Linked DNA regions of Sorghum bicolor: region 1 is linked to region 2. The links are chromatin contacts, called in public HiCAR-type maps. All regions are on one chromosome and are shown on one strand. The core of a region is the stretch at or near the end of the contact, and the rest is flanking DNA. Distances in the headings are between cores, read along the strand shown. Region 1 holds the start of LOC110432869. Region 2 holds the start of LOC8072241 (protein transport protein SEC31 homolog B).

Region 1 (2,773 bases), core at 1-2,500, 54 kb before region 2:
CATATTGTGGATTAAAAAAAAAAACTCAGCTACCTTATATATAGACAAATTACTACGGCTCGATCTACCACCTTACATGTAGGACCAGGCGAGCAAATTTGCTCACAGCCTCTGCTTCTCACCGCCGGTCGGCCTGCCCGACGACGACGCGACCCTCTTCACAAAATCGGCGAAGAAATCAGCGTAGTTCGGCCCCGTCTGCAGCCGCACGAGGTTCGTCCGGTACGGGATCAGGATCGTCTTCAGTCCTGAAAGCACGCACGCATCGCCCCACCAATCACTCAATCGACATACTAGGTTTCAGGCTACGGCGCGAGGATTGGCAACGGAGAATTGGGCTCACCGAAGATGCACATGGCGCGGTAGATGACTGCGGCGGCGATGCCGTCGCGCGCGGGCGTGCGGCGGCTGCCCTCGAGGCAGCGGAGGAAGGCCAGGTCAGCGCGGAGGAGCTGGGCCTGGTCGTGGGTGTCGTAGGCCATGTCGTGGCAGTAGCAGCAGAAGTCGAGGTGGTCGACGGGGCGGCGGTCCCAGAGCACGGAGCCGGCCTCCTTGCCGCTGGACCAGTTGGGTCCGCAGTAGTGGCCGTAGCGCGGGAACAGCTTCGACAGCCACGCCCGCGTGCCGCCGTGCCACGGCAGCTGCGCCACGTACGGCCGGAACAGCGGCACCGCACACCCCACCAGCTGTCGCGCCTCCGCCTCCGCCTCCTGCTCGGCCGCCCTCCGCGCCGCAGCGGAGGAGGCAGCGGGGTGGGCCGGCTGTTTCGGCGGTCCCCACCGCCGCTCGCGCCAGAAAGGGATGAGGGAGGAGAGGAAGGCGGCGAGCGGGTTGGACGCGCCGCCGGGCCGCGCAGGGGGCTCTGACGCGGTGACGGGCGTCGCCGTGGTCGGGGTCGGGGTCGGCAGGCGGCGGAGGAGGACCGCCGCGGGGTTGAGCCGGAGCGCCGGCTTCGAGGATCCCGGCGGCGGCGCGGAAGGAGAGGAGGAGGAGGAGGTGACCTCCATTGCCGCGGCGGCGTCGGCCGCCGCGGCGCGCGAGGCGGTGGGGATCCCGCCCGTTTTCTCTCCCGGCTGGCTTCGGCTCCTCGCTTCGTGCGGCGGTGGCGTTCTCGTTGATGTGCGGGGGCTTGCTTGTTATTTCCCCTCGGCGGGCGGGTGGGGCCGGGGCCGCGGGCGCCGGGGGTTATTTGAGGTGGGGATTGGCTGGCGCGGCGGAGCGGGCGGTTCGCCGGATTTGGGTGGCGAAGGATCTGTCTGGGGGAGGCGGGTCGCCTCGCCTATATCCGTGCGCTGGTTTTGTTTCCGTGTCGGCTGTGGCCTGACGCGTGGTGTGCTGACTCGTCTCGGACGACAGGTGGAGCCGTGGAGCCCGGGAGGTTTCTGGAAGCGGCCAAGGGTTTCCCCGCGGCGGCGGGCCGGCAGCGCAGGTGACGAGACCGCCGGGGACGGAGAAGGGTCGCCATGGGCACCAGGAGACGTTGGTGTTGGATGGAGCGCTGCGCTGGTGAGTGGTAAATTCTACAGTGAGCAGAGTGCCTCCCACACGTACACAAGCATGTGAAGATTAATGGATGATAATCCGTGGAATTAGTTTGCACAGTGACAGTATCGAGACAATGATCATTTCATCAGCTGGGGGGTCAACTCATGTATGTTGTACACAGCAAAGAATATATTTTGAGCTGTATAATCCAATATGAGAGATCGGATAAGTTTCCTTTGGCAGGCTCATCTTAAAATTTGATCAAAAATTGGCCACCGGGGGTGGCGTCAAAATAGCGCAAAAGAACCACTGCACTTCAAAAACCTGTTGTGGGCGTGTACTGCGTGCTCAACTCATTTGTTCTCCTCGATAAACTCCCGATATTCTTTCTTCCTTTTCACACCAGATACAGTCCTGCATGTTCCAAGATAACAAAAGATAAGATAAAGGCGTACCTAAGACATCATAATACAGAACTCGCGCCATGAGTTCGTTGTCACTGGCAAGCATCAAAGTTCAAAGAAGACGGATTTAAGAGTTCAATTGCATGCCTGTGGTTAACAAAATTTTGTTCGAGAACTTCATCAGACAACATTTTTTTTTAAAAAAAAAATGCGTGCTCCCTAGTCCCTATTTATTGGGTCTACCAACAAGGTTTGGCCAAGAACGATAAAATACACATACACCAACTAGTCCAATATTTAGCCAAGATGTGCCTTCGGTTTGCAAGTTCATTTCAGCTATCTGGTATTAATCTGAACGATGAAGATGATAAGGTAGGAGTAGTCTAGAAGTCAGAGAACTCTGGAATGTTTACAATTAGAAGCATGTACAGATATATAACCTTCAGTGGGGTGTTTGATGTGAGGATGATGGAGATCTGAAAGCCAAAGGTACCTTTAAAAGTTCAGATTTTTTTTGTGGATGGCCTGGCATGACAGAATCCAAACCACACAACAGCTCAGGAAGAGGAATTGGGATGGATCTAAGGTCTCCAAATACTTTGGCAAGGAAGAAACAGTGGATTGTATGTTGTTCCAATGCCCTATAGGAATGGTACATGGTGCTGGGTGAGACATAATCTGGGTTGGTCTAAATCTACAACTTCGATCAAGACCTTTCAAGAGAATTGTTTACGGACTGCTGGAGGGAGTAGGAACAATATGTTGTGGTGGATCATAAGTGTAGGATGGGCTTTACGTTGATCTAGAAATGACCTTGTGTTTTCAAATTTTATTGTTAAATCTCCTAAACAGGTAGTTTACAAATCCCTTGGTTTCCTAAAACA
Region 2 (2,700 bases), core at 86-2,585:
ACCTCAACTTTATTTTTTTCATTAACAGCAGCTCACATCGATCATATGAAAGAACAAGCATGGAAACGCAGCAAGATAACATAAAGGATTCTACAGGGGAAAAACTTGGTTTGCATTCAACGGACTAGTGTAGCACAGGCACAAACATCCAGATCATAAAGGACGACTATAATCTTACACAAACATCTAAAGTCCCTCAGTTTCATCCCTGCATCAAATAGTGTAGCCAGTTCTGCTCATACTGAATGAAAATTAAAAATGAGAATGCACTACACTCAAAACATGACCCTCTGGAATGGCAAAAAACATGCTAGGGTCATCGTAGGCACACAAGATGACAGCATGTTTACCATGGAATGAAAAGCAGCACTGAATCATTACAGGCCGTGAATAGTAGAAACCATGCATCTCATGAATAACCGTTAACCAATCAAGCAAATCCTTTAATCCTCTTGTATGACAATAAGCTCTCTGTACAGAACTGCAAGTACCTTGAGTGGTGGGTACACAATTGGCTCAATAGGGTTCTTGAGATCCCAGATGCAAAGCTCCCCCTGCTCAGCCCCAGAAGCGAGCCGATTCGGCGTGAGCTCACTGAACTCCAGTCCACAAACCTGGCAGACCGAACACAGACGCAATCAGCACACGACACCAACCCCGTCAGAACGCCAGGCGCGTAAAACTAACTAGCCAACCCCGCGCCACTCACCGGCCCGGTGTGCTTCTCCAGACGCGCGACCATGGCGTCCTCCGCTTTCCCCTCGGAGCTGAAACAGCGGCGCAATTCAGTCAGAACGGGAGCAGATCTCAAGTGCGAAGCGGGGCGAGGGAGGCGGATCCGGACCTGATCATGCTCAGCGGGTTCCACACGGCGACGGAGCCATCGCTGAGGCCACCGGCGAGGAGTCCGAGGGCGAAGGAGTCGCCCTCGACGGCGCCCGGGCGCGACCAGGAGAGGCGGTTGAAGCGGTCCGGGGCGGGCGCCGAGGCGAGGAGCGGCAGGTCCGGGGAGTCCGACTGGAAGTCGAGGCGGAAGATCTCGATGTTGGCAGAGTTGGAGAAGCTCAGGTCGACGGCGCCGGTCATGGTGCCCGCGGCGAGGTACGGCGCGTCCGGCGCCAGCGCCGTCAGCGCCGCCCGCTGCGCGCTCTTGATGCACGCCATCGCCGGCGAGACCGCGCAGATCTGGGCGCGCGCGCTCTCTCTAGCTCGCCCAGGGCAGGGGCGCTGCACGGATGAATTGGAAGGGCGATCTGGAGATCGAGGGAGGGCAGAGAAGAGAGGTGGTGGTGATGCGGCGGGAGAGGGGTTGGGGACTTGGCTGAATCGCTGCGGATCTGATCGGGTTAAAGCGGGGGTTTGCGCTTACCCTGCTGCGTGCCAGCGTGCTGGCACGCGTGATTTGGAAGCCTTCGGCCGCGTCATTACGAGAGATCAAGGCCGTTGTTTACTCGAATGGGATTAGTCTGAACCGTTAGATTTGAACATGCAATAGCGGATGTGTGATATAACTTCAAACAAAAAGACAGATTAATCCAGTTTCTAAGTGTCTTAATCTAGAATCCAGATATAAATTGTTATTCCAATTTACTACCTTCATCCTAGAAAAAATATAGATTTGCTGAAAGTCAAACACTTTTAAGTTTAACTATGTTTATAGAAAAAAGTATATCGCTTCAGAAAATATACATGGAAATATATTTCGCAACGTATTTACTAATACTTATCTAGTATAATGATTTAGTGATTAGTATCATTTTATATAACTTTGGTCAAATTTCAAAATCATTTGACTTAGCACTATTACATAATTGCATCTCTCCTGGGATGAAGGAGTGCGTTTTTATACTTTATACTTAGATAAATTGGTACTTCTTTCGTGGTGTCTCACCTTCATAATTGTGGGTGGAGGCCGGCTACAAGACTTTGTCAGTTGTTTGTATTGTTTGATCACAAAATTTGTCACCTTTGTAATAGGAAACTTTAGACTCCATGATGGTGTCTCATCTTTGTTTTTGTCCCGCCGTGTAACGTTTTACCTCTTTTTTCTCTTAATGAAATATGGGCTCAAAGTGAGAAAAAATAAAAAGTTGGGCTGATGTATGTTGTAACCAATGCCTCATCAAACACGTTTACAAGATTAGCATGAAGTCTTAGTTCAGTTTTTATAGAACCATTGTGCTATGTACATGTACTATGGCATGCCACTACCGATGGGCAATCAACCCTCTCTTTATAGATTTGTTGTTGTCCATATAAGTAACATGCTAGCATATATTTGACACTCAAAGTGTAGTTGATTTCGAGCATGTTTGGATATTTAGCCAGACATTGCCAAAAGCAAGGAAATCAAATGTAGTTAAGTGTTTAGATCTCTGGCGCATTTTCTTGTTTTGCTACCGTACGTAGGTAGCCAACTTGGCTCTTTGACCCTGGCAAGGTAAATCTATCTCGGACTGGCAAGGTGAGGCAAGGCAAGCAAAGGAACCAAATTGACTCGAATTGTCATCTATTTATTCATCGATGATGCAACTATAGAGACACCTAATCATGGCACTAGGGCGCCAGAGCTAAAATGCAAACATCATTGATCTCAAGTTTTGTCGGATCGGCCTTATGCGGAAAAAGCTAACATAAATTAAAAGCTAAAATATTACAATCCACATCTCTAGATAAAATCCTAGCTCCACATCTGTCCAT

What was found. HiCAR-type assays count read pairs that join an accessible place to other places.
Region 1: a HiCAR-type map of leaf shows a contact between it and region 2, with 2.5 times the contacts expected there. The contact joins the promoter of LOC110432869 here to the promoter of LOC8072241 in region 2. A contact is called at or near these places in 1 of 4 Hi-C or Micro-C datasets (leaf) and 1 of 1 datasets of contacts at active chromatin or transcription factors (leaf).

What each region holds. Positions count from the first base shown.
Region 1 is chr2:75,245,963-75,248,735 of Sorghum_bicolor_NCBIv3, reverse strand. LOC110432869 reads right to left here and starts at 1,250. Exons shown (of 2, transcript XM_021453880.1): 1 at 344-1,250; 2 at 1-248. The coding sequence starts at 1,007. The coding sequence ends at 103. LOC110432868 (thioredoxin reductase NTRC) reads right to left here. Exons shown (of 10, transcript XM_021453879.1): 10 at 1,561-1,899. The coding sequence ends at 1,839.
Region 2 is chr2:75,192,300-75,194,999 of Sorghum_bicolor_NCBIv3, reverse strand. LOC8072241 (protein transport protein SEC31 homolog B) reads right to left here and starts at 1,335. Exons shown (of 22, transcript XM_021454756.1): 1 at 845-1,335; 2 at 710-767; 3 at 492-614. The coding sequence starts at 1,164.